2 separate regions of the Mus musculus genome follow, and region 1 is linked to region 2. Evidence: chromatin contacts called from public Hi-C data. All regions are on one chromosome and are shown on one strand. Each heading gives the region's core, a stretch centred on a gene start, on an enhancer-like site or on the middle of the called end of the contact. The rest is flanking DNA. Distances are from core to core; before and after follow the strand shown.

Region 1 (3,324 bases), core at 81-2,580, about 10 Mb before region 2:
TGCAGGAGCAGCACACTCTGGCCCAGCAGCCTCCTCGGCTGAACGCGAGCTCCCTCTAGCGCTCCCTCGGTCTGCGCGCCGCTCTTAGGGCCTGCGAGTTTTCTTGCATCACTTTCCTCCTCTCTCGCCACTTTCCCCCGCCCCCCCAGAGCTTTTCCAGATCACAGGCGTACTCCCGCTTACCTCTGCGGTGAGGTACTCCAGGATGGCTGCGCTGTACACAGCGGCGGTCGCGCCCACACGTCCGTGGCTGGTTGTCCTAGATTTCAGGTGTCGATGAATACGGCCCACAGGGAACTTGATTTTTATGCACACAAACAAACGAACAAACAAGAAAAAAAATGCACAAAGATAGGAAATTCGTTAAGATAAGATGTGCGCGCCAAAGCCAAGGACGGTGGTGGTGCACCAACGCGCCCCGCCAGTTAACACACATGTGATCCGACGCCCCCCCTCCCCAAACCCCAGTATTCACTGTCTCCGCAGGGCCAAGTCGCGACACATCACTCATGCTAAGATGGAACACCCATGGAGGGTGCAGACAAACAAGCAAGGGGGGTGCAAACATAAAGGCCCGGTCACCCGACTGCGGCAGTTGCTACCCACCTGCAAGCCGGCTCGCTGCGAGCGGGAAACCGCCTTTGTCTTGGCCTTTCCGGAGTCCTTTCCAGCCTTACCGCCAGCCTGCGGCGCCGCCGACGCCCGCGAGCCCGGGAGGGACGGAGAAGATAGAATTACCAAGGCGGCGCGCCCCTCCCCCACCACAGCGCGTCCTGGAGGCGAGCGAGCGCGCGCTCGGCCGCCCGCCGCCCGCCCCGCCGGGGACCCCGGGCCGCCGCTCGCCCCCCGCCCGCCCTTCTCCCCCGCCGACCCCTGCCGCGAGCCCGCCGCGGCTGCGCGCCCCCGCGCCGGCTCCCAGCCGCGCCGTGCGCGCCCCCCCAACCGTCGCCTCCCGCCTGGAGCTCCGGGGCTCCGAAAACACCTCCCCTCCGCTCGTCCCGACCCCGTCCCCGCACGCTCCCACTCGCCGCCGCCGCCGCCTCTCCCAGCCCCGGGGACGGCGGCCCCGCCCGCTCGGAGCCTGCAGCCCGCGGCCGCCCGCCGTCACTCTTCACGTTACCATCTCGGACCGTGCTGAAGCTCCGACGAGCGAGGAAGAGACGAGGCCAGGCGGACGCTCAGCGAGATCCCAGCGCCCACTCCTCCGTCGGACCGCGATTCAAACTGCGCCGTCTCCCGCCTTCCTCGCGCCCTTTATACTGCAGAATGTTCCCTCATCCGGGAACTCGGCCGGTTCGGCCCACCAATGGTTGCCTCCCGCCCTCGGGACGCGTCCTTGAGGCTCCAGCCAATGGGAGAACGCACAGCGGAGTGGCGGGGCGGGCGCTCGGGAGCTCGAGCGATGATTGGCGCGTGGGGGATGAGTTAGGGGGGGAGGAGATGCGGCGGGACGAGGACCGGGAGAAGAAGGGGCGCCGCGGCGGGAGGGCAGCAACAGAGCGCTGCGCCACCGAGCGAGTGGACGGTGGTGTCACGTGCCTGGAGGGAGGAGCTGGAAGGCTGGGGAGGAGCGCGCGCTGGCGTCCTCCCCGCTGCAGCCTCCCCCCCTCCACTCCCCCGCGGTGCTCCGGAGACCACGTGAGCTTCCCTCCCGGTCTAGCCTGGCCCCCTCGCTGACAACCGGCGCCTCTCGGTTGCCCTCTGGCCTGGCCTTTCGTGTCCGCAGATCTCGGTTTCCTTCAGAGTCCTGCCTTCTGACAGGTGGCTCGAAGGCGTCCGGCAAGAAGAGCTCAGCTCGGCCTCTACTTGGTGAACCACTTCCCTGATAAAAGTGTCACCTACCCCACCCCCGGTAGTTTTTTCATCTTCCTCCACTTCTGTCCTCACCTCTTGTTACCCCTCACCCCCCTCATCCTGTCTCATAACAACAGTGGAGCCAAGTTACCGTGGGGATAACAAGTAATTTTGTCTACACACAGGAAGCTTGGGATGAAGCGGTTTTTTATAATGAAGTCACCGGCCATATTTTTGCGAAGACTTCGCATCAATGGGATGCACCTATAGCCTAGTGTCTAAAGTTGATTTGTTGAAACATTAAAGCTATTATGTGTCAGCTTTCCTACACTAAAACATTTTGCCACATGACAAATGTTGGTAAATGTCAGTGGGGTAACTGTAACATGATTCACAAGCAGTTACAGATGGTTCATGTAATCAGTTACAAATGCTGGGCTTAAAAAAAAAAATAGACTTGTACACACGGTACTGTCCTGATGCCAGCCACTTAGACGTGCAGTTAGTAGATCTACAGCACCTGCATTTATCACTCGCTGCTTGGAGACCATAATTATCTGAGTCTTGCGAATTTCGCATTTATATTAATACGTAGCACTTTTCAATTAAACATGATTGTGTGGCCATGTGGGTGGGCGCGGGTGCTCACCTCATTACTATAGTTGTGGAAATCGGATGACAACTTGAGTGAGTGCTCTCTTTCCAGGGTTCCAGAGATAAACTCAGGTATCAGGTAGTCAACTCTCACACAGCTAGCACCCGTCGAGTTATATCACCGGTTTATACTTTTTACATAATTGAATAGTAATATGAAGAGAATATTGAAGCGTAAACTCCACATTATTAGTACTTAAGTTTGGGAGATTTTATGAAATTAGAGGAACTCTCTGATACCAGGACATTAATGCTAGAGGAGAGACTCCAAACAATATTGATTCCGAGGCTTATTGGAACTAAGGAATTGTAATGATGTCATCACATGCCGAAAACAACTGAGGCTCCTGACATCCCAGCACCTAGAAGGCTGCATCAGAAGAGTCATAAGCAGAATGCTAGTCAACTCTACAACGATGGCATTTCAGACACCTAAGGACTGGCCTGCTGTGATGGTGGCAACCTACATCCTTAATACCAGCCCTTGAGAGGCAGAGGCAGGCAGATCTTTGTGACTTCAAGGCCCACACGGTCTACACAGTGAGTTCCAAGCCATCTACAGCTACAGACTGAGGCCCTGTCTTCAAAAAAAAAAACCAAGTATAAAGCCAAGCCCAGTAGGCTATCCCTGGCTTCTGATGGGATTTCTTGATATTTACCTCATAACATACGTCCATTCTCTAGAGAATTCTGTGTGAGCTTTTTCCCATGGAATCCAACTAAAAGGTTGACTTTTCTTCACTGAAGAGTGGTAGCAAGAATAAACTAGCAAGTACATGTGAGTTCTGTGGCGCCTCCTCACTGTAATCTTAGTTCTCAACCCTTTCTGCTTGTGCCTTTTAAAATGTTTTTTATTCTTATTTTTGAAACATGATC
Region 2 (3,808 bases), core at 555-3,054:
AAATGAAAAACAGCAAAGAATGGTCAATCGACCCTGATAAAAAGAATAAATATCAAGTACAAACTTTTTCAATAAATCCTGACTGGAGACAGAAACCAAACAATTCCAAGACTATGAAGCCACCAAGAGAAACAAAACTGTATCTGTCATGGAGGACAGAACTGCGTGACACCACACAGGAAAATAAAGGTAAAACTCATAGTTACTAGAAATCTGTAAACATCTCTCCAGTGGCTTGCTATATACCAGAAAATGGATTGTTTTCCCTTCAACATGTACTGCTCCTTAGAACCCAACTTCAATTTTATTTTTCAAAATCATTATACTTACCACAAGATGGCCCCCTTGTGTCTTAAATTTTTCCTGCTAGCGTAATCCCTAGTTATCCAAGAACTAGTTTCAGGACCACAAATATTAACATCCGGCGCCAGCCACTTGAGTTCACATATAAAACGTCATAGTTGTTTCGCATATAATAGGAGCATGCACATATTTTCTAACATAAATAAGTTATCTCTAGATTACTTGTACCTAGTAGGTTGTAAATGATATGCAAACAGTGATTAAACTGCATTGTTCAAGAAATGGTAACAAGCCTGACTTGGTGGAACACAACTTTGATTCCAGTGCACAGGATGCACAGTCAGGTGGATCTGTGACTTCAAGGCAGCCTGGTTGCCTGTCTACCTATAGGGCTCCAGGACAGTCAGGACTAACTACATAGATAGACACTGTCTAAAAGGAAGAAATAAAAATGATAATTTAAAAATCTGTATGCTCAGTACTAACAACTTTTTTCTATTTCCCATCTATAACTGGCTGAATACAGATCCAGAAATTACAGGTACAGAGGGTTGACTATATACCCTAGTCAATATAGCACAACATCCTAGAGCCAAATATACAATATATAATTCCTCTGCAAGGAAAATTTTGTTCTTTCTTTTACCCAGTGCTAGGGGCTGACAAAAGGGACTATATGTAAACTAGGTAATAGTGCTTACATGCATCCAGTCCTTTATGTTTGTTTAAAATAGGATCTGACCATATTGCACAATCCCGTCCTAGCCTCTGGAAATAGCTGGGATATTACAAGCAATATGCCACCACACCCAGGAAGAAAAATCTCTTGGACAGTGCTGCAGCAGCCACTGTAACTACCATGTTAACTATAAGGTCAAATTTTGAAATCTTGAAATCGTCGATGGTGAACTGAATACAGATGCAAAAGCAGCACACATAAGCACACATATCTTCAAGTGGTTCCAGGGACATGACCTGACAATTAGTTAGCAATGAACATTTTAGGTCCTATTCTTTTAGGTCCTATTCTTGATCTATTACGTTAGGAAGTCCAGCTCTGGAGCCCAACAACAGTTTCTATCTGGCCCTCTGCAGTGATGAAAAACTGTCACAATAGCTCAGAACAGCACCGCTCAAACCAGGAAAGTTTCCAAACCACGAACGGCCTGCTAAACCACAAGGAACAGTACAGATCCCTAAAAGAAACATAGCTTCACTTGCCAAGCCTTGACACTTCAAGGTTTTGTATCACTAAATAATAATGGCCCCCTTGGTCCTATGTCAGCCCCTAAAACACCCACAACCGGGATGGGCCGCTATGGTGACCGCCTCACCCGGCACTCTAACGGCGCCTCGTGGGTCGCTTCCGTGGAGGCGAGTCAGTGTCCAGTGCTCTCCCAACCGCGCCAAGTCGCCCGGTCTGTCCACCCTTCTTGCCTAGAACACGGGAGAGAAAAGTCTCCACTTCACCGGCTCAATGACATAAACTCCACTTTCTAATTTCTCCCGCCAACTTAAGTGACGTCATCAAGCAGGGACGGTACCGCGGAGGCCCCGCCCGCCGCCGTTCGCAAACCACCAATGGAACTCCGCGTGCCAGCGCAGTCACCGCGTGGCTCCCGCCCCCGAGATGCTCCGCCTATGACGTCAGCAACGAACCCTGGGCCTCGGACCCGTCTTTCCGTAGCGGGCTGAGAGAAGCGCGTCGCTACTCGAATGACGCAAATTTCCGCCGACCGCAGGGGTCGGGAGAAGGAAAGCGTGGGAGAACACAAGCGCTGACCGTGGATCTGGGGACGAGCACGGAGTAAGTCACTACTGGCCTGCAGAGCCTCTCAGACCCGTAGAGGTGGGAACTCCTCTCAGTCGGGTCTCCTGAGGGCCACCCTCCATCCGCGGTCCGCCTCACCCCGCCCCCGTCGCCACTGTGCCGTTGGTTTGGCGCCGTGCGTTGTGCGCACGCGCAGTTCCCTGGCGGCCCCTGCTATTCGGAGCTCAGTACAGAGGGGGCGGGCCGAGCTTGGGGTTGGGGTGTTTGGGGCACGCCCGGCTGCGGGGGGGGGGGGGGGGGGGAGTCTGTGCGGAAGTAGGGTTGCTCAGAGGAACTGTGGGTGTTAGGCAGGTTGTCTTCCCAAAGGACATCAGTTGTGAGAACTTGCATTCTAAAGTTCAGTCTTTTCTTTTTGCTAGTCCCTCTATAGAAAAAGCCGTTGTAGAAGGGGCTAACAGTAATGAATTTAAGTTCTGAGTGCGTTTATGAGAAATTAAGGAGAAATATGAGTGGAGAGTTCATTGAGAATGGAAATCCTCAAGAAGTAAGACTGCCTTTTAGTAGTCTTTCGAAGCCGGGCGGTGGTGGGAAACCGAATGACTTCATAAAACATTCACACTAAAAGATTATTTGGAGCAAAGTTCCAGACCGCTAAAGGGTTTGCCGTGACTACAACTTTGGTTCTCAATCTTTTGGGTACTCTTCTTTTTGTTTAAAGCCTGGAAAATATTATTGTCGAGTTCCTTTGAAAATTTTACATGTACCTGTGGAAACATTTTGTATGTGATTTTACAAACAAAACCTTTGATTTAAAATTTAAAAAAAAAAAAATGGTCTTTTGCTTTACATCTAGCACAGCTTACTTCCAGATTATCTGTGACATTCACTGTCTTTGGGCAGTGTTGCAACTTTGTAACTTGTTGAAAACATAAAGATGAAAACCATGTTTGCCCAATCATTGCCCCTGACCAGTATATGTTAACATTCATTTTGACTTTATGCTGCATATTGATCTGGTCTTTTCTCCTTTAAACAGACTAGTTCCACTTAAATTTACCATATTCCTTTATATTTGTATAAGCATGATTTTACCTTTTGTTTAAAAGTTTGTCTTATAACATCTCATGGATTCCTAAGATGTCTTTAAACTCCCAGAAGTGTCAGGGAGGTCAGATGAAGAATTCCTGGGACAGCCCAGGCAGTGGTGACGCACACCTTTAATCCCAGCATTTGGGAGTTGGCAAAGGCAGGTGGATTTCTGAGTTCGAGACCAGCCCGATCTACAGAGTAAATTCCAGAACAGCCAGGCTATACAGAGAAACCCTGTCTTGAAACCACCACCCACCACCCCCCAAAAAAGAAATTCCTGGGTCAGAATATAGTGTGAATGCTGACAGAGTGTAGCTTCTACTAAACGGTAGACAGTGTAAGAGTCAAACACCTCGGTTTGCTTACCTACCTAGTTTTGACTGAATTACATAACCTTTCAGCCTCCCTTTGAAAAGGGGAAAGAAACGACCAAGTAGGATTGTCAAGATTTAAAACTATCTATCTATATAAATATCTGGCATTGCTTCACAGTAATTTCTTTGTTCCAAGACTGTGAGTTTTGTGGGTGGATGTTGTTTGTTTGTTTGTTTGTTTGATTGTTTGGAGGCAGGATTTTTTATGTAGCTCTGGCTGTCCAGAAATTCTGCAGAGCAGGCCAGCCTCAAACTCAGAGATCCACCTGCC

What was found. A called contact is a pair of places that touch in the nucleus more often than the background predicts.
Region 1: a Hi-C map of CD4 T cells shows a contact between it and region 2, with 7 times the contacts expected there. The contact joins the promoter of H2az1 here to the promoter of Zgrf1 in region 2. A contact is called at or near these places in 1 of 39 promoter capture datasets (cranial neural crest) and 1 of 484 Hi-C or Micro-C datasets (CD4 T cells).

What each region holds. Positions count from the first base shown.
Region 1 is chr3:137,862,493-137,865,816 of GRCm38.p6, reverse strand. It overlaps H2az1 (H2A.Z variant histone 1), which reads right to left and starts at 1,330. Exons shown (of 5, transcript NM_016750.3): 1 at 1,121-1,330; 2 at 607-684; 3 at 184-297. The coding sequence starts at 1,123. It overlaps Gm43403 (predicted gene 43403), which reads left to right and starts at 1,491. Exons shown (of 2, transcript NR_169184.1): 1 at 1,491-1,852; 2 at 1,980-2,130.
Region 2 is chr3:127,551,485-127,555,292 of GRCm38.p6, reverse strand. Zgrf1 (zinc finger, GRF-type containing 1) reads right to left here and starts at 1,804. Exons shown (of 26, transcript NM_197997.2): 1 at 1,638-1,804. Larp7 (La ribonucleoprotein domain family, member 7) reads left to right here and starts at 1,944. Exons shown (of 13, transcript NM_138593.2): 1 at 1,944-2,110.